Linked DNA regions of Mus musculus: all the other regions are linked to region 4. A link is a contact called in public HiChIP or PLAC-seq, Micro-C and promoter capture Hi-C data. All regions are on one chromosome and are shown on one strand. The core of a region is the stretch at or near the end of the contact, and the rest is flanking DNA. Distances in the headings are between cores, read along the strand shown. Region 1 overlaps Xxylt1 (xyloside xylosyltransferase 1). Region 2 overlaps Gm46565 (a long non-coding RNA gene). Region 3 holds the start of Cpn2 (carboxypeptidase N, polypeptide 2). Region 4 holds the start of Tmem44 (transmembrane protein 44). Region 5 holds the start of 9030404E10Rik (RIKEN cDNA 9030404E10 gene). Region 6 has its middle 9.8 kb from the start of Gm25375. Region 7 has its middle 17 kb from the start of Gm33330.

Region 1 (3,639 bases), core at 76-2,575, 410 kb before region 4:
CACCAATCCCTAATCTGAGTGTGGTCTGCTCTGTCCCTGCTGTGTGGATGGGTAGTGGTCCTGATCCCTCTGCCCTCTAGTCCTATTACAAATAGCCCCCTGCCCTAGGAACTTTTCTTATCCTCCTAGGCTGAGCCAGGGACACAGACCATACGTCTGCAGAACATGCTGGCCAGTGAGGCTGAGCGGAGGCTGGTTTTGCGAGGGGAGGCAGGAGGGTCAGGACTCGCCATTTCAGATGAGGAGAGCCTCAAGGAAAGCACTGTAATTTGTGCCTCTTACAAGGTCTGCTGGGTCTCTATTCCCGTGGAGTCCCTTCCTCCTCTCAGGTAGCCTGGTTCTGCCCCTGAGGACTGGTCCACCCGTACTCATGGGCCTTTTTAGCCTGGGAAGCTGAAGGCTCAACCTTGCCTCATGCTGTCTTCCATATTAGGGATATGGAGTTTGCTGACTCAGTTACTGGCCTACAAACAGCTGGTGTTTGTAACCCACATTTCCTACGAGGGCCTCCAAATAAGGGCAGGTGTGCGTCCATCCTACCCCTTCCAGGGATGTACCATCAGGAAGAAAGGGCTTGAAGGGGCTTCATTTGCACTTTTTCCAACAGGCCTCACTGACTTTTGGAAGCACTCATTATTTACAGTGGACCATCTGTGCGAGGCTGGTTTCCAGTTGAAGACTATGTCCAATGAGAAGGAAAAACCTAACCCCTGCTGTTATGGCACCCAGGTGATCATGGGGAGTGGAGCGAGACCACACAGAGCAGAGCGGATGGCTGTGAGCATGGGCAGCTTGCCCGAGAAACTTCTGGAAGATCAGGGCTCAGGACCACATGCCTGGATTCATCCAGAGACCCTGGGACATACATAGCCAGCCCAGGCCCCTGTGAGGCTGCATACTGAGCTGATTCAGAGTGGTTCTTAGGTCTGCCCCCAGAGCCAGTGACATGACAGCAGTGGCTATAGATATCCTGGTCCCCAGGTCCCTTGGCCTCAGGTGTGTTGACCAAATTCAGAAATTGCAGAAGAATTGGAATTCAGGTGCCATTCCTTGGAACATTAGCCTGTGGAATCTGAGGAAGTCAGAGAAAGGTAACTGCAAAGATCAGAAGCCTCCTCTAATGGACCAAAGACCTCGGTGTCCCGGGAGCATAGGAGAGGGCTGTGCAGTCCACCCCAACCCTGCCTTCATGGCACACAGGGAGTGTGGTGCCACCGACTCCCACGCAAGAACTCGGCTTGCCCCAACCCTGTTCCGTTCTCTCTTCGTGCCTGTAAAGCTGCCGTGGAGGCCGGGGAAACCAGCGGATCCAAAGTCCTCTGTGTGCTGCCTTCAGTCCGGATAGAGGGAGGAGCACTTTGACCAGGGCACACAGAAGGCCATTCTGTGCTCAGGGAGGTTCAGTTTCCTTTCAGGCTGTGTCTGCTTGCATTTCTAGTTTCCCCGCCCCTTTTTGTCCATGATATATCAAAATGTGCTGATGCCCCAATCTGGCTCTTCCTAGCTCTTTGTTATAGAATGTTTCTGCCTGGTGCTGTCCCTGCTTGGTGCTGTCCGTCTCTGCCTGGTGCCATTTCTGCATGGTGCCCTGCTGGGTGCTGGGCAGTGTGTTCCCAGGGAGCCACCCGGGTTTTAGTTTCCACCTGGAAATGTTCTCTCTTCATCTTCCAGGCCTTCTTATGGTCACTTTTGATAAGAGAGGGAAGGTCTGGATGCTTCCAAGCAAGGGTATACCCCATATACACCTGACCCCCTAACTGTAAACTCCTTGCTGGAGGACCAGAGACTTCTCCATGGTGGGTAGATTACTCAGGGTAGTGGCTCAGCAGCCTTACCTCGGCCTGCTCTCTGCTGCCACCCGACACAAAAGGCTGCACAGACTCACCCCTACCTTCTTCATAGTCCTTTCTTTCTTCCCAGGTTCCTGTCATCTGGGGAGCCTACATGGGGTAGAATCACCTGAGGACCCTGTCCCTCCCACCAGACCCTGATCTCTCTGGGGTCTTCTGCAAGAGAAGGGAGGAAGCAGTGGGCAGGATGGAGTCTCCATAGAACTCTCTTCCTCCCTGCTAAATGTCATGTTCCCACCTTTGGAAGAGGTAGCTGGCTTGTAACCTGACCCTGAAATTAACCACCTGACAGTAGGGTCGAGTGGTATCGTGTTGACACGTTGGCGACCCATCATGGCAGGTTGTGTGGCCTGGAGGGCCACAGCATCTCAGCTTGCTCTCAGAGCTTATCTTTGCCAAGCTTTTATCAGCAGGCAGGTGCCAGATCAAAGCTCCTGCTCATCTTAGCCCATTCCTGACCAGACTCTAACAATGGGCCTGTGTGCTCCATTGGTTGGTGTCCCACGAGCTTGCTTTCCCTTACCAAGATCAAACTGTCGGCTGCCTTTCTGACATGTGAGACCACAAAGAGCGCTTGTCTGTCTCCTTACTGGGCTCATGTGTCAGAACCAAGAATGGACCTGGTGCAGGTCATGCATGCTGGGGTCTGGTTTGCTTTTGACCACAACTGACCCTTTACCTATGTCCTATCCTGTGAACAGTGTGAGGCAATTTACCTGAGGACCCAGGCTCACCCTGCCCGTCCCAGGCACTGCTGCTGAGCCTTGTCTTTGAGCACAGGTTTGGGGACCCCATACCCCAGATGCTGTAACACCCAAGATCTTGATGCTTCAAATGCTAGAAAGCAGAATGGCCAGCTCTCTAAGCATGTCAGTCACAGGGAGGTTTCCAGATGTTTCCTTCCCTCCAGCTGTTACACCTCAAGAGCCTAGGTTGGCTTTTCCAAATCTGCTGGAGAAATGTCTAAATTGAGGTGGCGTCCCCTCCTAAATGCCATAGTCCCACTTACAGCTGCTTTTCACCCTAACCTGCAGGCATCTGCTGAGCGCTATCTCTGGACCCCAGCCTGTACCTAGCCCCTCAGAAATGCTAGGCTCAGGGTCGTGAATGAAGCTTGTTCTAAAGGGGAGAGTGTTGGGATCAGTCTGAGTTTGGCTGCCTATGGCTTTGCCATCCATCATTCAACTCTTCCCACACTGTGTCACGTCCTCTTCAAGACCATAAAGACAGGGTGGGGAGTTCCACGTTGCTGCCGTCCGGAGGACGTGAACTTTGGGCCAAAGGCCTAGGTTTCGTCTCTGCTTCTCACCAGCTGTGTGAGTTGAGACAAGTTACACAGTCTCCCCGGGGAAGTGTTTTCCTAGCTCTGTGGTGATGGGCCATCTCACAGAGCACAAGATTCCGGGACCTACCTGCCATCTCTACAGACCCTAACACAGTGGCAGTGACAGTGATGACCTCATCAACATGGTCACCCTGGGGTTGTGGAGGATGTGAGAGCCTGAGTCTTGGAGCTAGGGGGCCTGGATTCAGGCTCTGGCTATGCTACTTGCTGGCGATGTGCCAGAATCCCTCTGAAGCCCAGAATCCCTCTGCTTTTGTTTCTAGGATAACTCCGTTTCCCTTCCCTTCACAGGCACACGTTCTGGCAGTTCCGCCATGAGAACCCCAAGACCAGAGTTGGGGACCCTCCGCCTGAAGGACTCCCTGGCTTCAACAGTGGAGTGATGTTGCTGAACCTGGAGGCCATGCGCCAGTCTCCGCTCTACAGCCATCTGCTGGAACCTTC
Region 2 (3,657 bases), core at 1,008-3,507, 390 kb before region 4:
GCATCCTACAAAGAGGTCCACAAGTCTCCTGCCATCTGTGCAGCCAGGTTTCCTGTTAGCATTTGGCCATAGCGGGATAGCCATGGTTCATCAGATGCCCAAGGAAAGCCTTCCACACAGAAGACAGGGATCCAAACAGTCAGAGGAGAACTCACTCAAGTGAAATGCACGACGGAAAAGAAAATGTCAAATGAACCGCTTCCTCAAGAAGATTAGAAGGCGATCTAATTATAAAGAATAGGCATACCCATGAAAGGTTCCCAGGAATTAGAAACAAAAGCTAAGCTGGGAAATCCCATGGGCAGAAGGCAAGCATGATCGGGTGATATATTTAAGGAAACCCTCCTGGCTCCCAAAAGGCACTCACAGGTAGAAAACCAGGCAAAAAGAGATGTCCCAAATTCTGCCCAATGGGAATTGTAGAGAAAGAAACACGAGAAAGTTGGAAAGTGATTACCAAAGAAATAATAACAAGAAGGTTCCAAGACTGGAGGCCATACGTGTCTTGTCCAGTGAACGATGACATGCGTGAAATCAATGTGAAATACAAGACTATCAGAGAGAGGATATTGAATATCTATTAGAGCATGGAATGTGAACAGAGACTAGAGACATCTTCAGAGACAAAAATGCCAGGATATTGGCTTCCCATTAGCTAGCTATCTCAGGGAAACTTCTGGAGGAAAACTGCTCCCATGAGGAAGGAAACCAAAGAATGTATGAGGGCCAGGAGGTGGGAGACCATCTCGGACTAAAGGGGGCGCCCAGGAGGCAGGAGACCACCGAGGACTGAAGGGGGTGCCCAGGCAGTCAAAAGGAACTGAAGGCTGGAGAGGGAGGGGGAGGAGGCTGGGCATGGCAGTCCTGGAGGAGAACAGAACTGGCAAAGTTTAGTGATGAGTTCAACCCTGCAAAACCTTCGGTGACAGACTTTAAGGATATGGGTTGACCTAGCCAGATGGTAAGAGAAAGCTAAGCAAACCAAAATCATTAACTCTAGTGAAATAAAAATAAAAGATGTTCGCTATGAGTGAAAGATATTAACATAATCATATCAATAAAATGCTATTATAGATTTTTTTAGTTAATTTTTAAAAAATTAATGGCTTAGTGGATAAAGGCCTTTGACACCAAGGTCGATGACCTGTGTGCTATCCCCAGGACCTACATGGTGGATGTAGAGAACCAACATTGGCAAGTTGTCCTCTGTTCTCTGCATGTATACAATGGCACATACACACATCTACACACATTCACACATGCACAACACACATACATGTACATACACATGTGCACATACACAAACACAAATAAATGAATAATTAAAATATCTTATTTTCTATAGTAGTTAATTAATAGATAATATAAATTCCTTATTAAGGGGCTAGAGAAAAGGCTCAGAGGCTAAGTATGTACCACTCTTGAAGAGGACCTGAATTCTGTTCCAACACTCACATCCAGCGGATCACAACTGCCTGGAACCCCAGCTCCAGGGGAACTGATACCCTCTACTGGCTAATCTGAGTATTGCAACTATTCCTTCTCTTCCCCCTCTTTCCACCTCCCCCTCCCTTCCCCCCTCTCTCCCACTCTTCCTCCTGCCTCGCTCTTTGACTTAAATAAAACTATTTACACTAAATATTTAGATAAAAGAAGTCACTGGTATTTAAAGTTTCAGGACTGATTAACGTTCCTAACCAGAGAGTGTAAATAATAATATAATAATAATAATAATAATAATAATAATAATAATAATAATAATAATAATAATAATGAGAAGAAGGAGGAGGAGGAGGAGGAGGAGGAGGAGGAGAAGGAGAAGGAGAAGGAGAAGGAGAAGGAGAAGGAGAAGGAGAAGGAGAAGGAGAAGGAGAAGGAGAAGGAGAAGAAGAAGAAGAAGAAGAAGAAGAAGAAGAAGAAGAAGAAGAAGAAGAAGAAGAAGAAGAAGCAGCAGCAGCAACAGCAGTCCCCAGGGCCCTGGGCCTCCCAACACATAGATCTGCTGATCTGAGGATGAGACCCTTGTAGAGGATGTGAGAGGAACGTACCCAGGCTAAGACTTTCTAAGGAGGCAGCAAACATCTGCTAACACGAACTGCTGAATTAGGAGCCTTGGGTCAGTGGCCTTGGCTCTTAACATCTGACAGCTGGAATGTGCTGGTTAACCCATCCTCAGAGGAGTTTACAATGTAGGATTTCTGCCCATGCCCGGCCAATGTGTGACTTACAAAAACATCTGCTTTGGAAATCCCCAGTTTAAACAACAAAACAAAACAAAAGCCCTCCCCCGGCATCTGCAGTATTCTTGGTCCTGCTGATTCAATGCACAGGAACTGCAAGTCTTTGTTTCCAGGATAGATGCTATTTCCTCTGACCTCTGTGCTGACCTTTAGTTAACAGAAACAAAAGAGGGGTTCAGTAGAGCCCAGAGGACTGTGGTTTAAGCAGGAGGGAGGGCTGGGCTAATACTGTGGACTCTGCAAAAGTACTAAAATTGAAATTATTTGGGGACCATGAATGCAATAGGATTTTAATCTGTACCCTTTAGACATAGCTTGCCAGCCTGACCTTTCTGCGCAGAGTGGATTTACTGTGGGTGACTGTCACTGTATTACTGTGGCCTTTCAACTCCTGCCCCCAGTGGAGAAGAGCCTTCCCGTGTGTGGCCCCGGGTGTTCTCTTGTCAGGGACAAATGTGTCTTTCCCAGGGATTTTGTCGTCTCTTTATTAAATACGACATCATTAAAAATTAAATTGCACAAATCTTCAATTAAGTCTCTTCACATCTTTTCCATATGTTGTGCTGGGGCTTGCATCCTAGGCAACTGTTCTGCACGGAGCCGCTTCCTCAGACCTTGCCCTCAGTTCAACTTTGAAGCAAAGGTAATATTGGAAACTTACCCATGTGTAGATATTTACTGTAGCTTGTGCTTACTGCTTGAGGTTAGATTTATGTCCACGTGGTGGCGGTACAGTTGGGGCCAGATGTTTCCAGGTTCTTGGTGTCTTGTTGAAAGAACTGAAAACACTCATGCACGCACCATGAATAGTAAGTAGCAAGCAGAATTTTTGTGCAGAAGCAATGTATAGGCCACATACCCCAGGAGAGAGTGGGCTCTGAGCGAGTACTCGCCAGCACTACGTGACCATTTGGGGATTTCTTTTATTGGTCTACGAAGAGGAGGAAGAGTTAGTTGCTAAGGGGCAAGGGACAAGGGACAAGGGACAAGGGACAGGTAGTTTCCTGGTTTGATTGACAGGCTTGAGTTATGTAAGCCTTTGTTTACTGTAAATGTCCTTTCCCACAATGCGTCTGTTTTTAATCATTTGCACATCCAATTATGCATAGACATTAGGTGATAAATAAGATTTTTCACCTAAAAGTTTATTTTAAGAACACAGTTTTCTTCCCATTCACTCTGCCTAATTCTCAGTCAGACATTGTAGACCACAAAGTGGAAGTGACTAACAGTGCCAGGGACCCATCGCTTTGAGGAACCAGATTGCCTTGGGAGAGGGGTATGCATGCAGCTTATCCAAGGTTGCTAAGTGATTTGCTGGGAAAACAATGTGTATTGCTTAAGTCAAATGGAGTCTGATTTGCTAAGCTATCCCTGCGTGTGCCAACCTCAGTGGAAATACTATGTGAGCATATGG
Region 3 (4,076 bases), core at 1,093-3,592, 280 kb after region 4:
TGGCTTCTTGGAGCATCTCACCCACAGCCATACAGTTTCCACAGGCATCGAGATGGTGGAATGGAAGTGTGGAAGCCGGTTCCAGCCTTGGGAGAGCATGAAGAACAGAATGATAACATGAGTCAGGAAGCAGGCCTTGCATGTGTCCTAGACTTAGCTATAAACTACTTAAAGATCTGTCCCCAGACTCCGAAGTCAGAGCCAGATCTGGCTGTGGAAGAGAATCTGGCTGTTGATGATTGCAGGAGGGAAGCCATTAGTGTTGTCTGAGAGAGTGTGCAGCAGGTAACTTCCATGTGGAGCCCCACCGAGTCAGGGCCCTTCTCCTAAGGAGAGATTGTTCTTGCCTCCCACTGTCTTTGCTCTGCCTTCTAGAACAATCATGCTTGACTTACTAGACAGTCTCCGCAAGTAGTCCCAGTTGCTTGGCAGTGCATTTAGAGATTTCTAGGCTCCCAGGGTTCTGTAGAATGTGAGCCCTGCTGGGCAGGTTTAGGGGAATCTGTCCTTTGCTAGATGCGGCTTGTAACAGATTTGGTGTACAGGATCAACAATAAACGGTATACAAAGGGCGAGTGTGTTCTCTGTGGACGTCTTGGTGTGTGGGTCTCCTGCCTGTGCACCTCACCCTTGTCGCCTAGATTATGAGCAACCTGGATGGATGGCTCCTCACAGTTGAATTTGGGTGGAGAACAGGCCTTTGGGGGAAAATGTGGCTGGTGGGGACTTTAAGAATAGGTTTGGCAGGACTGACAAATGAAAATGTGAACTCAAAATGAATTTCCCAGAGTCACTTTGTGATCTGGCCTTCCTCCCATAATCCCCCAGAGTCTACTGAGACAGGCTTCTGGAATTCCAGAGAATGGGGAGAGGGCTTGAAGCTGGATGCTTATTTCCTACAGGAATCTTTGAATCTCTTTATGCAAACATCCCTCCACAGTGCATACACATATGTGCACATGTCTGCACTCTGGACACTTGAACACACATGGATGGATGGTCGGAGACAGACAGACAGACAGACAGACAGACACACACACACACACACACACACACACACTCCCCCGATGCCGCCTATGGGAGAGAACACAACGATTTGTAGAGATCAAACGCCAGAATTCAAACCATGGTCTGGCAGCCAGATTCCTCTTGTTTGCCCTGACATCTTGACAAATAGGACATGGTGTGTTCCTTGAGGAGCCAAGGCCCTGCACCCACAGGGTATAGAGCTGTTCTCAAACATGGGTGTGAGTCTCCCAGGAAATGCAGGTCCCATGCCCTGCTGTTCCTTGAGGCCACCATCCTGCCATTGACAGGCCAGGCACCACATGGGGCGGATCTGGGTACACTAGATTCCTGGTTGTCTCCCTCTTTCTTTTATTTGTACTGAAAGAAAATGCCTCCTATTAGTCAGTCAGACCTTTGCAGGGTGGGGTGTCATCTGATCATGTGCAAAAGAAGTCATATGTCCTAGCAATCTTTCTAAAGGTGAACGATGGTTAAACAGCCTCAGATCACTTGGATGACAGACTCCCGGCACTGGAGAGTTACACTGCTTCTCTCGGTCATCCCTTCATGCCATATACCTCATATCATCTGAACACTCATATATAATCATACACACATGTACACACAAAACATTCCTTACTCAACCATACCAACCACACAAAGTTACTCTCATTTTTATTATATAGAACATATATGAGTGTATGTATGCATGCACACACAACTCCATTTACTATCACATGTTCAACACACACACGCACACACACATACCCCACTTCACCATTTCATTCATATTCTCACATGCTCACTTCACAAACATACACATCCCCAACTCATGATCACACATGCTCTGTTCACACACACACACACACACACACACACACACACACACACACTCATGTACACATATACACAATATATATGCCAAAAAGAGAAAGTTCATTAAACAAACAAATCAGCAAACACAAGAGACTGGTAAGTTCTAAGTTTCGTCTTAGTGGCAGGATTGAGTGCTGAGCAGGTAGCTGGGTGGCCTCTTAGCCCACACTTATGTTCACAAGGAAATGACTCTCATCTCAGTGTAGCCAGGAGACACTTTTTGTTTTTATTCTGGAGATACTTTTAATGGGCTAGTGGATACTTGGGGTCCCAGATCTGCCAAACCTACAGTCTCAGTTGGATTAGGCATCTGTCTATGGGAACCATTCAGGTCATTTTGTAATCTTTATAGGCCTTGCCCAAGTGACCTTGGTGACATTCCGGGAACAGTCGATCCCCATGAGGGGAGGAACCCTTCTCAGGACTTTGGTCAGCGCTGGGGCTGGATTTAACTGAGCACAGAGCACATGAAATTCTCCTCTGTTTCCGAGGAAAAACCAGGGCTTCTGGCCCCACCTGCCCAGCCCCTCACGGTAGGCCACCTGCCTTACTCCTGGGTCTGTGGGGATTTGGGGACATCTGGCTTAGGGTCCTGGCTGGGACACTGGAAAGGGACTTGTTGCTCTGGGAACAAGTAACTGAGTCCCCTTACCTGCAAGGGGAAGCCCTTGAGTGGATCAGCTAGCCTTGGCTGAGAAAGGCCAGGAAGAACTTAAGGTGGAGGGTGGCCTGGCCTGGCTTTCAGGGGAGCCAGGTGTGAACGGTGGCAGGCAGAGTGGTCACAGGCCATGATCCACCCTGGTTGGTGCCTATTGTCTGACATAATTAGTGCTGCTGTCTCTTCATTCCCAGAGTGTCAGACTTAGATGATAATGTTCACATTCATCCTAGAACTAAATTGAATGTTTGCTATTTGTCAAGCACCATGCAGTACTTTAAATGCACCGTCTAATTGGGGACTAATTTTAACCTTAAGGGCTCAGGTTCTAATCAGGGTAAGGAAATTAAGGCTTTGATAGATGGCAAAGGGGAATCCTTGGAGCCCACACAGCTAGTAAGTACAGTGTCTGGATTTGAACGCAGAGCTGGCTATTCCAACAGAGCCATAGTGCTTCTCCATTAAGAGAAGAGGAGCGGTCATGGAGAGCCACAGGCATTCCGTTCCTTCAGCTTGGTGCCATCTGTTTGGCCAGCCCTGGCCCAGGTGCTGGGATGCAGAGCCAAAATACTGCAGCAGGGGCCTGACCCCTGGGGTCTCAGTCGGGATACAATCTACTAGAACACAGAGCAGAAGGACCCCGTGCTTAGCAAAGAACACCAGTGACCTGCCAGGTGAAGGAGGGACAGTCCAGGAAGGCTTGCTGGAGACTCCTACTGTTCTGGGAGGGTGGGTAGAATAGGAGCAGGCAGTGGGAGGGAGCAGTAGGCAGAGACATACCGCAGCATCACCAAGGGGCTGGAGGCATGGCCGAGCTGGAAAGTGGTAGTATCTAGTCCCACCTTCTTATGTCACAGTGCCAGCTTTCCCATAAAACCAACACAGCAAAGAGCCAAGCCCCCGGTCCTTGGCAACGCACTACAGACAAGGAGTGCTGCTGCAGGGCTCTGGAATTGTTGTCTGTGGGTGGGGTCAAGCCTCACAGCTTATGGGGTGGGGATGGGAGCCCTGGGACCTACCTGTGCCTAGTGTTTTATACTGTTAACCTACGTCTTAGAAAATAGCTTTCTTCTTCATCTTAAAATAGGCTCGTGTTTATTATGTTAAAATATTTTAAAATGTGTACGTATTTTAAAAGCAGAGCCAACGTAGATTTATTAAGGAAAAGTAAGAAAGAACCAAGAGTGAGAGGGGAGTCCAAGGAAAGGATGCCCTGAAACGCTTTTTTAAAAATAGAAATTTTTATTTATTCTTTGTCAATTTCATGCATGTGACCAATATATCATGATCATCTTGATCATATCCGCTGCCAAGCCTCCTCCTTGATAGTTTGTTGCTTTGGTTTCCTTTCAGGGCCACACTAGCAACAGTAAATCTATGCTTTAGGTGTCAAGACTGTGTAGTCAGCGCGGTTCTGGATTAGCCAATGCAGAGGCAGAGCCTCAGTGTTTGCTCTACTGCCTGGGTCTCAAGTAGGCCTGGAGGTGGGGTGGGGTGTCAGGGAGGGCCTGTGCAAGGTGCCAATCTACACTTC
Region 4 (3,873 bases), core at 1,123-3,622:
TGTGGCTCTGGAGTCTGACAGTCTCCTGGCTGCAGGTGACAGTTTTTACCCTCGACTGACACCAAATGCTGGAATTTAGGGAGGGAAAACTGGAGTTTGGCTTTTGACCAGTTCAGTTAGACACAAGCGGAAGCAGCAAGTAGCCAGCTGAGCACGTGAGTCTAAAGAATAGAGATGGATAAGACAAGCTAGACAATGCAACCTGCTAAGATTGAATCAGGAAGAAACGGAAAGCCTGTGCAACAAAGAGCTAGATCAGCAGCAGTTACAAACCCACTCAGAGTCCTACCACATGCAAGAGCCAGCCCAGCCTGGGCTACATAGTAACACCTTGCCTCAAAAAAGCAAGCTAAAAGTAAGCTGGGGTGTGGTGGAGGACATCTTTTGAGTGTTTGTATGTTTGGGGCTTTCTTGTTTTGTTTTTTGAGACAGGGTTCTTTGTGTAGCCCTGACTGTCCTAAAACTTGCAATGTAGACCAGGCTGACCTGGAACTCAAAGATCCACCTGCCCCTGCGTCCAGAGTGCTGGGATTAAAGGAATGTGCCATCGCTGCCTGGCAAACGTGGCACACATCTTTAATCTTAGCATTGGAGGCAGAGACAGGCAGAACTCTGAGCTCAAGGCTAGCTTGACTTATATAGGGAGTTCCAGGTTTGCCTGGGTCACATAGTGACACACCCACAGAGGGGGCAGGGGAGGGAGGGAGAGAGAGATGAGCACATAGGAGAAAGAGAGACAGCCCAAGAGGGAGGGAAGGAGGGAGGGAGGCAGGGAGGGAGGGAGGGAGGGAGGGAGGGAGGGAGGGAGGGAGGGAACAAGAAGCTGAGCCATGGTCTTCCTCCCATCACATCAGCTGAGTTTTCTTCCCTGTCTTAGAGCCCGACTTCCTTAGGATGACAATAAGATTAACTTCCATTGGTGGTTTGTGTCACTGCTTGAACTTCAGGGTTTCTAGTGTCACAGGAGGACAAAGGGAGGTGCCATTGTCTGGATTTTAAGTAGGAACTTTTTTGTTTTTGTTTTTGTTTTTCAAGACAGGTTTCTCTGTGTAGCTCTGGCTGTCCTGGAACTCACTCTGTAGACCAGGCTGGCCTCGAACTCAGAAATCCGCCTGCCTCTGCCTCCCAAGTGCTGGGATTAAAGGCATGTGCCACCACTGCCAGGCAAGTAGGAACATTTTAAAGATAGGTTCAGTTCTCTGCTCCAAGTCCCAGCTCCAGGGAGCAGAGGGTGAATTCCAGTCCGTGACGGCAGAGGGGATGTAGTAGATATGGCTACACCGTCATGCACTGACAGCTGCACATATGTGCCTATGTGTGTCTGTGTGTGTGCATGCCTGTGTGTGTTTGTATGTGTGCATTCAAGTGTGGAGTTCAGACAATATGTGTGGTCAGTTATTTCCTCTCTTCCATTAGATGGAAGATTAGATTGAACCCAGGTCTTCAGGCTTGGCAGCAAACACTTTCGCCCCTCGTGATACTACCAAGTTGGTGGTTATGTTTCTCCCTTACACACCCACCCTACCCCTCCCCACCCCACCCCACCCCACTCCACCCCCGAGTAGCCAGGGTTTCTCTGTGTAGCCTTGGCCGTCCTAGAACTCACTCTGTAGACCAGGCTGGCCTTGAACCTAGAGATCCTCTTGCCTCTGCCTCCCAGTGCCAGGATTAAAAGTGTGCACCACCACTCCTGGCTTTGTGGCTAAGTTTAAATATATGGAATTGGAGTGCGTGTGATCATTTAGACCACAGCGTTTTCTTTGCAGTAGACATCAAGGTGGATGGCTGTTGCACAGTCCCAGTACCTGGGAGGCTGAAGCGGGAAGAGTCTTTGAGTTGGCGGCCCACCAGGGCTACACAGTGAACTCCAGGTTAGCCTGGACCACGTGGCAAAACCCTGCCTCAAAAGTAAATAAACAGTGAAGCCACCGTCAAGCTGTGCTCTAAGCAAACTTACTGAAATCGAAGACAATTTGAAAATATTCTAATGGTTTCCTTTAGCGAAAAACCATCCATGTACCTGAATTGTGCGGCACCGTGGTTGGATGGGAGCGGCACATTTCAAGTTTAACCCCTTTCTGGCCGGGGTGGCGCAAGGCGTGCCCTTGACAGCTTCAGCAGAGGGGAAGGAGGAAGCAGAGGCGATGTGTACCCCATCCGTCCCCCACCCCACACTTTTGTGCTGCATCTTTTCAACCAGGGACAACGCTCCTCGGGGTTCCCTCCATCCCCCCACTAGCGCTGGTCCGCGCCAGAGTATTGTCTGGCTTTGGAACCGGGCGAACCCGCAAAGGGACTGGGTGCTGGCGGGGCCCTCCTTTGTGCAGCGGCCGCGCGCGGCTCTACCGCTAGGGGGCAGCCTGCACCCCGCAGAGCCCCACAATAGGCGAGGCTGGGGAGCCGCGCGGTCCGGGAACTTTCCCCGGGGTCGGCGGAGGCTCGGCCGTGCCATGGAGGAGGGGGCTAGCGCCGCGCCCCCGCTCTTGAACTGGGACTACCTGGAGCGCTGCTTCGCCCGCCGCCGCGTCTGCATCTCCTTCGGCCTGTGGATCTGCGCCGCCTGCTGCTGGATCGCTGCCCACACGCTGTAATGGGGACGGGACCCGCGCGAGGGGTGGCGGGCCACCCGCGGGGGCGACTGGGCGTCACTCGCCTCGGCTCCTCTAGGAAGCCTAGGGGGAAGGGGCGTACAGGGGGCGTCCTGCAGGTAGCTCAAGTCCGAGTTCGGATCTGACATTGCTATGTGGACTGAAGTGGAGTCCTTTCTGGACTCCGCGCACCGGGGAAGCTGGGCTGCGAGCCGGCAGCAGGAGGCTGGGTGGTGCAGTGGATGCGGGCTTGGAACAGCTTCTATTGTCAGCCTTTTCCTGGTTGTTGGCGGTGTGAGGGGAGCAAGTGTAAGCCTTTGGGTCTCCTGTGAATGAGGATATGCCTCATAAAATGAATGTGAGGATTAAATAAGGCATAGCAGGCAAAGGACTTAATACGTGCTCATTAAACACCATTACCGCTCTGGCTCTACCACCCACCCTTAGGGACCCTAGCAAGTCCCTCGATGTTTTCTACTTTTAATTTATCCAAAGCTCTTTATGCCAAGAGGTGAGGCAGTGGTTATCTGACTCTGGCCACAGTTTTTGCTTTTGTCTGTCTCCCGGTGGTTTGGCCAGGCAATCCCTGTAGCCTGGGTTCTGTGAGAGCATAGCCTCCAGGTCTTCAGCCACCCTGTCCCCACGCACAGAAACCCAGAGACAGTTTCCAGGGTGGTGCCACCCAAGTATACCCAGGCGGGGGAGAGTGTACAGCATCCCTCTATCCCGACTCCTGCAACTGGCTCACCTTAGCGCTCGGTGGACAACCCCCTCAAGACTGTCTGTAGTGGTTCAGAGAGTCAGCAGTCCATTGCCTAGAGACTGGAGTCCAGGACAGACACTCTGGGCCTGAGTTACATTTCTTCGTCCTCTTGCTCCTCGCCTGCCCCTGTCCCTAAGGCAGGTGCTGTTATCAATCGGATGAGGAGCCTGCTTCCTGAGTGAATAATAATCCTGCCTGTGACTCAGGTAGGCATCAGGGATTGAGCTCTCTGAGGTAGAGGGCTCTGCATGCATGGTCTCCTTTGTTCCGTAGCCATCCTATGCAGCCAACACAGGTAGGCATGCTCACCCCTGGAAACCATGGCTTACAGAAGTGAACTAGTGTGCTTAGAATGGCCGACTTTTGCCCTGCCTGAGGCTAGATGTGCCTCTCTGTTCTCTCTGTACCCCATCACTCCTGAACCCCTCTCCCCCTGTCTTTCTGCAGAGAATGGATCTTGGGGGGCAGGTTGCTAGGTTAAGGTCAGTCTGGGAGTCCTGGCCCCTGAGAGCACAGGGCATA
Region 5 (4,102 bases), core at 244-2,743, 510 kb after region 4:
CACGCTCTAGACCAGGCTGGCCTCGAACTCAGAAATCCTCCTGCCTCTGCCTCCAAAGTGCTGGGATTAAAGGCGTGCGCCATCACTGCCCGGCGCCATTATTTCTTTAAACACAGTTGAAATAACAAATTAAGACTTTTAATATCTGATTGGGTCAACAGAAAGCCACAGGTCTTTCCTTTCTGTGTTGGGGGGGCAAACCCAAGGCCTCACACATGCTAAATCCTGGCTCTCTCACTGAACAGTCACAGTCCTGTACCCGCACAGTGGATGGCACAGTACTCAGCCCATTACAAGCTGTTGCAGAAACCGGCCACGTACAGAGAGTTCTGCTCTGGCTGTTAAACTGTCACTGGTTCTGTTCTGGGATGCTGCTCTTTTTCATTTTGGCCGTATTTGCACTTTAGCATCAGAGGCGCATGCCTTGCCTGGCCTTGTGGAATCGAGGAATCCCATAGCTACTGTTCTTCATTACAGTGACTGAGAGTGGGCTTCACCTATCACAAAGCAAACTTCCAAATAACGGCTGAGTCGGGGAGTGCAGTGTCCCCCATGTATCATAGGAGTCTTAGGCCTCTGATCTTCTGCCCAGCAGTTGTGAGTCTCCCTATTCAAACAACTGCACACATAGAATTAGAGGGCTGCTTCTAGAAACCCTGGTGAATAGCAACCAGCAAGAGACCATTCTGATTGGTGGTGGAAGTGAAGGGCCAGTGAGGGACAAGTCCCTGAGCAGGTGACTTATTCCAGGAATCCACTAGGGAACAGACAATAAGGAACCACTCCATTCTGGTGACACCAGAGGAACCAAGGGCAGTGACTGCTTCCCAGAGCCCCTTAGTCAGCAGGGTGGGGGGTGGAGGGGGGTGGTGGTGGTGGGGTAAATACAATCCACTCTCAAGGGGAGAAAGCTGGGAGAAATTCATTCCAGTCTTCCTCTGGTATGCACTAGGGAGCTCAAGTGTCCTCTCTACAGAGTTGTGAAGGGCCTTCTGGATGGCTGGGACCACAGGAGAGTGGCATTGTACCTGACTCACTGTCTTTAGCAGGCCAGGCGATCTGAAATTTAGCCCATGTTAATTTCAGCATGTCTGTCCTACCTGGAACACAGGTCTTCCCTCGGCCTTCTCTGTAAGAACTGTGTTCAGAAAAATGGACTAATGTGACTTTGAATTGGTTGGAGAGAGCATCAGCTAGACTTTTATCATACTGGATGTCTGTTAACTGAGAGCAAATTGTGTGTGCTGCTGGCTGGAGGGCACACCGTAGTGGAGAAGCCGAGAGCTAAAAAAACAAAACAAAGCAAAGAACCCTACTTGTTTAGGTGCGGGTGGGCTGTCAGAATAAGGGGTTGTGAGAAAAGGGGAAGGAGTAGGAAGCTAGACAGGAATGCAAAGAAGATGCAGGAGGATGAGGCGAGGCCCGCGGCTGCAGGGAGTGGCCCATTCTGAGGTTGGTTTTGTCACGTGCCTTTGCAGAACCAGCCCACGGAGGGCCATTCTGCTTTGACACGGGCATGGCCCTCTGACAAGGTGGCTCTAGAGAATGAGCCTGTCTGCTCCTCCCCCACCCTCTAATGGGCTCTCCTGGGACTGCAGTGCAGAGCCCCTCCCTCCATGAGGAAGTCAGTGCTGTGAGGTGCAGCAGAACACCTGGGACCCAGTGACAGTGACTTGCTATGCGCCCTCTGGGTAAGTTATTTCTTCTCCCTGGCTCCTTCCTCTTTCAGAACTGGAGAGGACTCCTTGTAGCTATAAAGGTTTGATGGTGATTACTGCAGAACTGCAGTGTGTGTGTGTGTGTGTGTGTGTGTGTGTGTGTGTGTGTGTTAGGCTTGCTGTTTAACAGGGTGCTAAGGTGGCAGGGAAGCCATCCTTCCCTCTCCCCCCCCTCCCCGCCCCCCCCAGCTCCACACGTGTGTGTGTGTGTGTGTGTGTGTGTGTCTCTCATTACTGTCAGGAGGCGTTAAGATGGCCCCATGGAGATGAGAACAAACCCCTTAATTAGGCACTGTTCCCACATCTAGAGAGGAACCAGCCTGGGCCCGGCTGCTCTGGCATTGTGGGGAGCCTAGTCCGTGGGGGCAGGAGGGGGCAGGAGGGGGCAGGAGGGCACAGGAGGGCGCAGGAGGGGGAGGCTGCGGCCAGGGCATCTGAAGGACTCAGCAGGTTTACACTTCGCTGACCTGATGGATGAATGGGGCCCTGTCCACCCACATGGGGTCTGGAATCTTCAATTACGGCAATTACATCAACAGGTCGGAAGGGCAGCACTTTCCACTGAAGAGGTTCAGGGCTTTAAAGAAAAATCCTAAAGCCACCGTTTTCCCTGCTTTCTTTTAAAGGGACTAGGCTGATCAAAGACGACCCCCATCTCCAGTCTAATTGGGCCATAGGTAGAAAAGAAAGACACGGCCGAGTTTTCTGTGAGAGGTGGCTGCCATACGCTCGCTCACCTCTGGACTCCTGGCTCCTCTCCTATTCAGGTTTGTGTTTGTAGACCCTGGTTGCCCATGCTTTGCACTCCGCATCTTTCTGAGGATAAGACCTGGAGCCTTCCCCTCTGAATCTCCCAGCATGCATCGCAGTACAATCAGGATGCGTCTGGACTGAGGTCAGAAGGATGGATGCCATGGAAAGGTCATTTTAGTCTTTCTGATCATGTTTCCCCCTTCAGTAAAATCAGCATACTACTGTCCACCTGTCTTTGCTACAGTCCCAAAGGGTCCAGCTGCAACCACATACCCCAACTAATCCAGCATTTTCTTTTTCCTCAGACACCTGTTAGGTAGTTAAACTGAAGGGAGGTTCTTGCCTCAGCAGCAAATGGGTGGTCCCTGAGAATTTGCTAGAAGTGTAGCTCTTGGGCCTAACTCTAGGTAAGTAGGAATCTGCCTCTTACTTACCAAGCTCTCCAGGAAAACTGTGGACACATTAAAGCCTAAGGAGGGCTTTTGTGGACTGAAACTTGACACACTGAGCATGAGGGAGCCGGTAGGAGGGAGCCTGTAGCTCATTTTCATCTGAAAACGAAGATTTATTCTTTCCTACACGAGGGATGCTTTGAGGCCCGGAATGAAGCAGTTTATCATTGCAAAGGTATTTCATCCAGCTAGTGGGTCATTCAATTGACGGACATTTGCTAAACAGCACTGTAAGGAAGGCTTGAGGCTTGTGAAATATATTCTCTGCTTAGGAACAACTTGAAGAGGTCCCCCTGAAGTTCAGAAGAACTCCAACAAAGTGCAGCGAGCGTAGGACTTCCCTGAGGAAGACGTAATAGCTTCTGTCGGAGTGAATGCGGCCCAAGCAGACCCTCCTAGACGGAGGGCAACACAAGCAAAGGCTCTGTAGTTTTTAAGAGGGGGGAAGGCAGCACACCTGAGCCCCAGGGTCTCACGGGAACCAGCAGAACCATAGCACATTTGCAGATGGTACCACAGCTTGATCAGTGAATCCACCACACCTTGACTGTTAAATCCAATGAGAGTGGTTGTCCTGGGTTAGTTCTGTGGCGATCACTGTCTGGTTTACTTTAGGTCTGGCCCTTCATCGGAGCCTTTCGTATGCAAGGTACTATTATGTTTATTGTACTGTTAATTTATTTGAGAGGCGTATTCCTTCAAACTCCTCATGGAGTCTCATGGCTGAGGTTTATTGGTGGCTTCATATTCTACTTCTTGAGAATTTTAAGATCATGCTAAGCTGGGTGTGGTGGCACATGACTTTAGTCCAGTACTTGGGCAGCAGAGGCAGTCGGTTCTCTGAGTTTGGAGCCAGCCTGGTCTATAGAGTGAGTTCCAGGACAGTCAAGGCTAAACAGAGAAGCTGTGTCTCAGAAAACAAAACAAAACAAAACAAAACAAAACAACCATCCCCTCCCCCAAATCTTGAAGATTAGGGAAATAAGGGAATAGGCCACCAGGTATGTTATCAATGGGTGTGGACTTTTTGAAAAAGCATGGGATTATCCCCATGTTAACTGGGCATTGTGCTATAAACGTGTGTTGCTTGTCATCAAAGCTGTTGTGTAGAAACATGGGAGGTTTGCCTCAGCCTCTCTCCCCTAGCGTCACCTGAGTATGTCCACAGCAGCAGTGGGA
Region 6 (3,682 bases), core at 872-3,371, 330 kb before region 4:
GGGACTGTTTGTGCTGTTGCTGGTGTGGACATAAAACCCTGTGAGTCCCTGTTGGGCTTGGGTATCCAGCCCAGCTCTTCGGCTACTGACCGGGCAGGGCTGGGGTTCCATGTCAATGCCGCTTGGTTGCTCTCAGCCCTCACTATGTGCTCAGAAGGTCTGACTGGGCTCTGGAGATCCTGAAAACACTCCTTTGCTTCCTCCAGCTCTTGGCTGAGTCTCACCTCCTGGGGCAGCCTCTAGCCTCATGATGAGGTATAGAATTACTCACTTTCTGTGTGTGTCCTCCAGGGAAGGGTTGAGTTCCTGGAAGGCTGTAGAGTGGGGCTCTCACTCACAAATGAAGTCAGGGCCTGGGAGACCATACCACTCACCAAACACACTCTGATGGTGAGCCAAGGACTGGGGGAAGTAGTTGAAGCCATTGTTAAGCATCTATTTTACTTCTTTGAATTGGACCTTGTAACCCTGGGGTGGGCGGGGGGTGGAGCTGGGGAAGAACTTGTTCCTTGTCATTAATCCATCGTGTGTGGAGGATTACTACCAGGCCTGTGGCCGTAGGCTATTAGGTAAGAGATCACAGAGACCGAGATCACAGCCTACACTGAGCAGGGAGATGGGTAGGCAGCAGGACATGGCGCGGGGTGTCAATCACTTTATATATATGATCACGAGGCAAACATAGTTTGCAGTGTATATGCAAGTATTTAAATCTGCAGTTTCATTTCTTGAATTACTATAAAGCAAATGAAATAGAAATTTGAGGGGCCAAAATGTATATGGACACCTTTGTTATTGATAGTCAGGCAAATTGAAACACAAATTAGAAACCATCTCTACCCATTCCAGCACTAAGAAGATGCCAGGATAGTGCCTGCCCTGGTGTGGTTGGGACGTTCTTGTGGGCAACTGGTGGCAGTAAAGAGTATCCAATCAGATCCAGCATGCCAAAAAGTTTCCAGGGGCTCAAGGGATGACTCAGTGGTTAAGAGTGCTTGCAGCACATTTAGATGTTGTGGACTCAGTTCCCAGTGCCCATGTCAGGTGCCTTGCAACTGCTTGTCACTCCAGTTTCTAGGGATCTGATGCCCTCTTCTGGCCCCCAAAGGGACTTGCTTGCTCATGCTCAGGCAATACACACACACACACACACACACACACACACACACACACACAATCTTAAAAAAATTCCAACCAGGCAGATGGCTCTGTTTTCCTTCCCAACAAGGTGGCTACAGAGAGGATCAGGGACTTCCATATCAGAAGCTAACAGGGAAGTTTTGTTTTTGAGTTTGTTTCGGGCTGCTGGGGGGGGGGGGGTCCTTCCTGGTTGGTGCAATCTTCACTTGCCTGGCCATCCAATTATTGATTACCCAGCAAAGCTCCAGAGCTTGCTAGGGACAACTTCTGCCCTACCGGAATGACGTTTCTTGCATTCTTTAGCTAGTTTCTTGGGATTAAAGCACTACCCAATGAAGGAAGGCTGCTAAGACTTAGGAAGTTAATGAGGCAAGGCTTGGGATGCTTACAAGATGTACACACCCCCTTCTAAGGTTATAAGTGGCAAACAATTGCAGGAGAGCAGGTGTCACCCTTCAGTGGAGCTGCCTACAAGGTGGCCAGGGAATACCAGGGATGTAGCTTTTGTCAGTTGTCATCCTTGCTAGGATGTGCCTTTGAGTGATACCACAATCTTTGTATCACCTATCAAACTAATTTTTTTTTAAATCTGCCAGTTGGTGCCTGCATTTGAGGGTGCAGTAAAGAAACCACCAACCAAAATGACTGCTTTGCGGTTAGAGAGAAGGTAGGGTTTTTTGTTTGTTTGTTTGTTTTTGTTTTGTTTTATTGTGGATAAGAGAGAAAAAAACATCCAAAGGCATCTGGAAGAGTCCAGAGCAGAGAGAAAAGGAAGCAGACATGCCCAGCCCTAGGGAAGCAGGGGTGGAGTGGGGGAGGTGGGGGTGGATGGTTATAAAGAGGATGAGTAGCTGTGGGGAGGGACTGGATAGTTAGGGTAGAGGAGATACAGAATGGGTGCTTTTGAATAGGGACTGAGGGAACCTGCAGGCCAGCATGAGCTTTGATATACAAACCACAGGGATGTGTCAATGGAGAGTCATGTGTCCCTTTCTGGCAGGCAGGAACCCATTTCACACATTCCTGGAGGATGCTGGTTGTAGACAATAAGGGGAGGTTCTGTCACTAAGGTCTCGTTTCCCAATTGGTTCTTGACTTGTCAATAAAGAAGGCTGGTGTGTGTGTGTGTGTGTGTGTGTGTGTGTGTGTGTGTACAATTGCTAGACAGAAGGTTCAAGTGGGACTTCCAGGTCCCAAGAGGAAAAGGTGATGCAGGGAAAGAGAGGGGGACTTTTCTATCATGCTTTAGAACAAGAAGAAAGCAGCAGTCATGTCAGGTCTTGGGGCAGCTAGGGCCTGCAGCCTCCGCTATGGGTGTTGAATGTGTGGGGTGGGGTCTAGCTGATGCAAGCCACTAAGTTTAGGGCAGAGGGAGAGACAGAGATAATAAATTGATAAGGGCACAAATTTTCGGGCAGGAGGTATCTGCGCCCAGCAATTGTGCCTAGAGGCAAGTTCTAAAGGTAACACAGTGTGTGTGTGTGTGTGTGTGTGTGTGTGTGTGTGTGTGTGTGTGTGTATCTTTTATCTGAGGATTCAAGGGTCTCAGGAGTGAACTGGTAACATGACCCCTCCAGGAACAAAGGTGGGTAGGAAAGAGTGCTGATGGCACTGATCCTGGAGCTAAGCCAGAAAGAGGCAAGAGGGAGCAGGGAAGGACTGGTAGCGAGATGGTCATGTTCCCGGCAAAGGAGGTGGCATGTTTTTTGTATTTTTGTTTTTAAGATTTTTAAAGATTTTATTTATTTTATGTATATGAGCATTCTGTAGCTGTCTTCAGACACACCAGAAAAGGGCATCAGATCCCATTACAGATGGTTGTGAGCCACCATGTGGTTGCTGAGAATTGAACTCAGGACCTCAGGAAGAGGAGTCAATGCTCTTAACCACTGAGTCACCTCTCCAGCCCGAGGTTGAGTGCTTTTAAAACTGCATGCAACAATAGACATTTTTAGCAATACTTCTGTGTTAGAGTTTCTGTGGCTGTGAAGAGTCACCACGACTATGGCAACTCTTATAAAGGAAACCATTTAATTGGGGCTGGCTTACAGTTTAGCGGTTTAGTCCATTATCCTCATGGTGGGAAACACAGTGGTACACAAGCAGACGTGGTGCTGGAGAAGGAGATAGACGTCTACATCTGGATCTGCAGGCAGCAGGAAGCCAAAGTGACTTGAACATAGGAGACCCCCCCAAAGCCCGCCCCCACAGTGACACACTTCCTCCCACAAGGCCACACCTCCTAATAGTGCCACTTCCTATGGGCCAAGCATTCAAATACACGTCTATGGGGGCCATTCCTATTCAAATCACCACACCATCTATAGTCCAGCTTGAGTTGAGACACTCATTTCTGGACATATACACACTTCCTGAGACCTAACAGTACCCTATCTGGGGTAAATACACATTTGTTCATGTCTCCAGGAAAAGGTCATGCAAGAGTCGACAAGTTTAAAAATAACTTAAAATCCCAGTTCTATGAAACTAATACGATAGAAGCTTGAAAACATGAACTAGCCATACGTTTGATCTAGAAAGT
Region 7 (4,024 bases), core at 337-2,836, 310 kb after region 4:
GCTATGTTCAGTGCACCATATTCTCTCCCTGCTCTGGACTCTCCCAGATGCCTCTTGCTGTTCTCTCCCTCACATCTACAATAAACGCCTTCCCCTCAACCATACCTGTTCCTTTGTGAACACTGAACTCTCCAGACATGTGATGTTATTTCTCATGTATTTATGTGTTTATTTAGCTTCTTACATGGACTCTAAACTATGGTCAAAACAGGACTATTACATGTCTCTGTATACCCACAAGAATAATGACCACCCTGTCTTTTCTGGGTGGGAGAGGATGCACCTAGCTTCACAGAGACTTGATGTGCCAGGTTGGTGGATACCTAGGGCACCCTACCAACTCAGAGGAGAAAGGGAAGGGGATTATGGGAGGAAGTGCCCGGGAAGGAGGCAGTGAGCAGGATGAAAAGTGTATAAGTAAAACAATTAAAATAGAAACATAAACAAATAATGGCCACCAAAAGTTCTCATCATGCACTCCTCAAATTTCTATTTGCAGTCAGTATTGTCCCTAGGCCTGAACAACCTCACCGGCCACTCAGTGCTTTGCCAAATAACTGGACGACATCAACAAAGAAGATGGAGACCACCATGTGCTGCTTCTAGACCCACGTTGGGGACAGTGCTACAGACTTTTCGTCAGTTCATAATATAGGCTTCTAATCCGCTCCTGAGAATTCAGACAGATAATTACGAGCAGGTGATTGCCGAGAGTCTCAGCACTGAGGGTCAGAAGCTGACAGGTCCTCCCAACCTCTGCTGCCATTTTCCTCTTTCTCTGCTTGCTTCTTCGGCCCCTCCTATGACACAGAGCAGAGACCAGGCAGTAGTATCTCTTGACAGTTGGCTGCCTGACTTGTGGAGGAGACAGATCAAAGCCCACAGGGGATGATAGGTCACCCCGGAACCCAGGTTCTGGGGCATCCTTTCATCCTCTGGGTCTCAGTTTCTCCCATCCGGGATGCAAGATAATTGGATGTGGGACATCCTATCCTGCCCTCTGATTCAGCACTCTTGGGGAGGGTGAGAAATCTGCTGTGTGAAATCTGACCAAAGAGTGCTTAAAATAACACTTCTCAGCCTTGATATCAGAGGATTCGTTCGTGTGTGCCAAACAGATTGTGATTAAGCCGGTGGAAGGTGGCCTTTAAGCCTGAATTTCTAGCGATCTCCCAGTCAGTGCTCAATCCCTGCCAGTCCTGTTTATACCCTGGGAAATGAAAAGCTGACTCACAAGACCCAACCACAGATCCATGGGATCAGAAACTCTGGGGTATCGACCAGCAATCTGTCCTTACGCTGTCTCCGAGGTTGTTTCAATACCCATCAAGTTCAAAACTACCGCTTTAGGACAGCTGATTCTGAACTTGACTAAGGACTGGAAATTCCTGCAGAGAGTTTTTGAAGCCCTGGTGCCTAAGTCAAGCTCTCATATTCAAATTTAATAAACACGGGATGCCAACGTGGAGGCATCAGGATTTTTAAACACTCCGAATGAGTATGAGATGTACTGAAGGTACTGGCTTCCAGGCTGAGAGTCTGCCGTTCTCTGAAGCCGCTCTGCCTGAGACTACCATGAGGGGGCGCTGTGGCGCCACGGGGAAAACTCCGCGCTCCGGGCGGCTGCTGGTCCGGGCTGCGGAGGTGGCGGCTGCGCCTGGGGGGCGCGCCTCCGGGAGCGGCTCCTGGCCGAGGCTTGCCCTGTGCCTGCATCTGTACCTAATTAATGCTGGCGGCTGCCTAGTCGCGCCTGACGTTAGATGTGCTGGTGTTGGGGGAACGCCTGCAACCACTCGGCACAGGTTCCTTTACTCCACTTTGTTCTCTGCCTCCTTCGGGACTCGGGTTCACCCCTGCGGCTGCTCCCTGACACTCTCTGCCTGTCCCAACGTCACCTCACTGGGTTCCTTGTCTCTTTCCGAGGATCCCGGCAAGTTCCCCAAGCCAAGGGACCTGCTGATCAGCTCCAGAATCCAGCTCCTGTCATTCTCTCTCATGGTTTCTTTCTCTCTTCTTTCTGCCCTTAGTTGAGCTCTGTGGGTCTTCATAATAAACGTTTTCATACACAGGGTTTGCCTCTGACTTTGTGACACATAAAGCAGGGCCGTTTGTAAGGGACTTTCGACGTCTATGGGGGTAGGGAGCAGAGAGTTGCTTCTGAGTTTTAATGGCTCTGTGTGTGTGTGTGTGTGGGGGGGGGTGTTCTATTTTTAAGGATGAGGCTTTATTCTGGAAAGGAGAGTCCCTTGTTTAGCTTCTTAGCTAGCTGGATACATCACCCCCGCCCAGGGGGGCTTTCCCCACAGGCAGTGACCTTTATCATAAATAATCCACTTCATATTTCATCCCACCCACTTTCCCATCTGTTTGATATTCTGCCTTCCCTGGTGCGAGGCCTCATCTGGAGACAAGCCATGTGAGTAAAAGAAGCTTGCCCATCCCTGGTCTGATGGCTGCCTTGCCCTGCCAGCTTCTTCAGAGCCTACTTCTGAGGGGACAGAAGAGGAAGGGCAATTGGAGAGACTGTGTGCTTCTTTCCTGACCCCAGCTCTCATTTCCAGGGCTTGGTTTCCTTCTTTGAAGCCTCTGCTACCTACCTAGATTCAGGTCCTTATTCCCAGGCAGTTGGCAGGAGCCACTCCAGTCCAGGGGAAACTGAGGCCAAAGAGGTTAGAAGGGACCCCCTCGAGCCACATAGCTGATTCCTGGCAGGTTCCACGTTTCTACAGAATTGTTCAAAGCTCTCCCTAGGGCCAGTGGACACTTCCTAGCAGCGAGGCAGTGGTGGCAGGGGTCCAGAGGGAACTAGTTTAATTTGAAGAGCAGCCGTCCCTCCTAGAATCCAAATGAGCAATATCATCACAGAGCCCAGGGTGTCAGAGACTGGGCCTGGGCTGTGGGCAGAAAACAGGCCTACGGGTTCAGAGGGGAATCACTCATCAGACATAAGGGGGAGGGCTGGGGGACTTGATGGGGGAAGTATAGATATGCTGTGTCAGAACGAGTCCTGCTCCCTCTAATGGGGCCCTGAATGGGGCTCTCAGGTGGGGCTAGAGGATAGACAGGAAAATTTGGGCAGCCACCAGTTGGGACAAGTGTCCGTCCCCGTCCGTTCCCCCCCCCCTCCTGCTGGCTTGGCCATATGTCTGGCCAAAGCCTAGGTGGAAACCAGAGCTCTAAAAGAATAGCTCGGGTGGACGGAGCTCTGTGAGAGTGTGTGTGTGGGGGAGGTATGCTGGTAACTGAGAGAAGAGCAGGAGAGGGGCTAGCTCAAGGTCATGGGACAATTAGCAGCACAGCTGGAGCTTGGATGCAGGCACTGGACGGTGAACCAGGTTGTCTTCACTATTGTTCTTCCATATGGATGGATGGATGGATGCTTGGACCCTGCTCCTTCCCTTTTTGTTTGTGTTGCCATGTCTTGTTGAGACTTTGCATGGACATTTTCAGTTGTGTCTTTCTGCTCCCAAGTTGTTGTTGTTGTTTCTCTCCTCCTCCTCCTCCTCCTCCTCCTCCTCCTCCTCCTCCTCCTCCTCCTCCTCCTCCTCCTCCTCCTCCTCCTCCTCTTCTTTCCCAGAGAAAGGAAACCCTGTAATCTTATTCATCTATACCAGAAACCCCACCAGAAAGTCATGGTTCTTTTCAATCACATTTCCCACATTCTAAGTCCCTACAGGTAGAGGTGACAAGAGTCCATGGGACCTACTCTCTGGGATTTGGGGGGAAGAATGCTTAGCCTGCGGCATGCAAGTCTGACAGGAAGCCTCAAATCTAAGTGGTCGTCCTCAGCCACGCCTGCGGGTCTTTGCCTGCAGCTGCTGAGGGAGGAGGAACCGGCTCTGAGTGCGCAGGTTTCGTCTGGCTAGTCCCAAAGCTCACCACACTTCCTGGACCAGGGTTTCTGGCAATGTGGGTCTCTGGTCACCTGCAATACCTTCAGTACCTCGTTCAGGCAGTTGTTTGAAACAAGTAGTTGAGCCTGCTTCAGGCTCATGCAATTTGGAGGTGGCCAAGGCAGGTCCTC

The links. Promoter capture Hi-C pulls out the DNA fragments that hold promoters and counts their contacts. Hi-C and Micro-C count contacts between places; a contact is called where the count stands out from the background. HiChIP or PLAC-seq counts read pairs in DNA pulled down with a chosen protein or histone mark. Capture Hi-C pulls out chosen DNA fragments and counts their contacts.
Region 1: a contact with region 4 is called in a promoter capture Hi-C map of liver, with 2.2 times the contacts expected there. The contact joins the enhancer-like site here to the promoter of Tmem44 in region 4. A contact is called at or near these places in 10 of 39 promoter capture datasets (3T3-L1-derived adipocytes, the C10 cell line, the HPC-7 cell line and 6 more), 2 of 484 Hi-C or Micro-C datasets (bone marrow-derived macrophages and embryonic stem cells), 10 of 115 datasets of contacts at active chromatin or transcription factors (the 230-238 cell line, embryonic forebrain, embryonic stem cells and 2 more) and 2 of 9 other capture datasets (adipose tissue and embryonic stem cells).
Region 2: a contact with region 4 is called in a Micro-C map of embryonic stem cells, with 2.4 times the contacts expected there. The contact joins the enhancer-like site here to the promoter of Tmem44 in region 4. A contact is called at or near these places in 7 of 39 promoter capture datasets (embryonic stem cells, liver, pre-B cells and 1 more), 5 of 484 Hi-C or Micro-C datasets (bone marrow-derived macrophages and embryonic stem cells), 9 of 115 datasets of contacts at active chromatin or transcription factors (embryonic stem cells, extraembryonic endoderm stem cells, pancreatic cancer cells and 1 more) and 1 of 9 other capture datasets (embryonic stem cells).
Region 3: a promoter capture Hi-C map of liver shows a contact between it and region 4. The contact joins the promoter of Cpn2 here to the promoter of Tmem44 in region 4. A contact is called at or near these places in 13 of 39 promoter capture datasets (the 3T3-L1 cell line, 3T3-L1-derived adipocytes, the C10 cell line and 7 more), 5 of 15 datasets of contacts at CTCF or cohesin (the NIH/3T3 cell line, embryonic stem cells, large pre-B cells and 2 more), 33 of 484 Hi-C or Micro-C datasets (B cells, the C2C12 cell line, CD4 T cells and 20 more), 9 of 115 datasets of contacts at active chromatin or transcription factors (embryonic stem cells, extraembryonic endoderm stem cells, fetal liver and 3 more) and 2 of 9 other capture datasets (adipose tissue and liver).
Region 5: a contact with region 4 is called in a FOXA1 HiChIP or PLAC-seq map of pancreatic cancer cells. The contact joins the promoter of 9030404E10Rik here to the promoter of Tmem44 in region 4. A contact is called at or near these places in 1 of 115 datasets of contacts at active chromatin or transcription factors (pancreatic cancer cells) and 1 of 9 other capture datasets (pancreatic islet).
Region 6: a contact with region 4 is called in a promoter capture Hi-C map of trophoblast stem cells, with 3 times the contacts expected there. The contact joins the enhancer-like site here to the promoter of Tmem44 in region 4. A contact is called at or near these places in 5 of 39 promoter capture datasets (embryonic stem cells, liver, pre-B cells and 2 more), 1 of 484 Hi-C or Micro-C datasets (embryonic stem cells), 3 of 115 datasets of contacts at active chromatin or transcription factors (embryonic stem cells and stem cell-derived neural progenitor cells) and 2 of 9 other capture datasets (embryonic stem cells and pancreatic islet).
Region 7: a FOXA1 HiChIP or PLAC-seq map of pancreatic cancer cells shows a contact between it and region 4. The contact joins the enhancer-like site here to the promoter of Tmem44 in region 4. A contact is called at or near these places in 7 of 39 promoter capture datasets (the 3T3-L1 cell line, 3T3-L1-derived adipocytes, embryonic stem cells and 3 more), 1 of 15 datasets of contacts at CTCF or cohesin (the NIH/3T3 cell line), 1 of 484 Hi-C or Micro-C datasets (the STO cell line) and 2 of 115 datasets of contacts at active chromatin or transcription factors (pancreatic cancer cells and stem cell-derived neural progenitor cells).

What each region holds. Positions count from the first base shown.
Region 1 is chr16:30,957,582-30,961,220 of GRCm38.p6, reverse strand. Xxylt1 (xyloside xylosyltransferase 1) reads left to right here. Exons shown (of 4, transcript NM_198626.2): 4 at 3,487-3,639. Among named protein-coding and RNA genes, the nearest start is that of Gm46565, 6.6 kb to the right of the region's middle. Within about 2 kb of position 1,325, at least 16 of the 459 cell types and tissues checked have an H3K27ac peak or open chromatin away from gene starts, as enhancers often do. A contact at or near this core is called in liver, where this site is marked.
Region 2 is chr16:30,938,726-30,942,382 of GRCm38.p6, reverse strand. All of the region lies in intron 1 of Gm46565 (a long non-coding RNA gene), which reads left to right. Among named protein-coding and RNA genes, the nearest start is that of Gm46565, 12 kb to the left of the region's middle. Within about 2 kb of position 2,257, at least 30 of the 459 cell types and tissues checked have an H3K27ac peak or open chromatin away from gene starts, as enhancers often do. A contact at or near this core is called in embryonic stem cells, where this site is marked.
Region 3 is chr16:30,265,798-30,269,873 of GRCm38.p6, reverse strand. It overlaps Cpn2 (carboxypeptidase N, polypeptide 2), which reads left to right and starts at 2,342. Exons shown (of 2, transcript NM_027904.3): 1 at 2,342-2,417. Lrrc15 (leucine rich repeat containing 15) reads left to right here. Exons shown (of 2, transcript NM_028973.2): 2 at 1-572.
Region 4 is chr16:30,549,077-30,552,949 of GRCm38.p6, reverse strand. Tmem44 (transmembrane protein 44) reads left to right here and starts at 2,372. Exons shown (of 11, transcript NM_001384248.1): 1 at 2,372-2,587. The coding sequence starts at 2,451.
Region 5 is chr16:30,036,870-30,040,971 of GRCm38.p6, reverse strand. It overlaps 9030404E10Rik (RIKEN cDNA 9030404E10 gene), which reads left to right and starts at 1,493. Exons shown (of 4, transcript NR_045878.1): 1 at 1,493-1,691; 2 at 2,345-2,485.
Region 6 is chr16:30,877,475-30,881,156 of GRCm38.p6, reverse strand. No RefSeq gene overlaps it. Among named protein-coding and RNA genes, the nearest start is that of Gm25375, 9.8 kb to the left of the region's middle. Within about 2 kb of position 2,121, at least 4 of the 459 cell types and tissues checked have an H3K27ac peak or open chromatin away from gene starts, as enhancers often do. A contact at or near this core is called in trophoblast stem cells, where this site is marked.
Region 7 is chr16:30,234,098-30,238,121 of GRCm38.p6, reverse strand. No RefSeq gene overlaps it. Among named protein-coding and RNA genes, the nearest start is that of Gm33330, 17 kb to the left of the region's middle. Within about 2 kb of position 1,586, at least 118 of the 459 cell types and tissues checked have an H3K27ac peak or open chromatin away from gene starts, as enhancers often do. A contact at or near this core is called in the STO cell line, liver and pancreatic cancer cells, where this site is marked.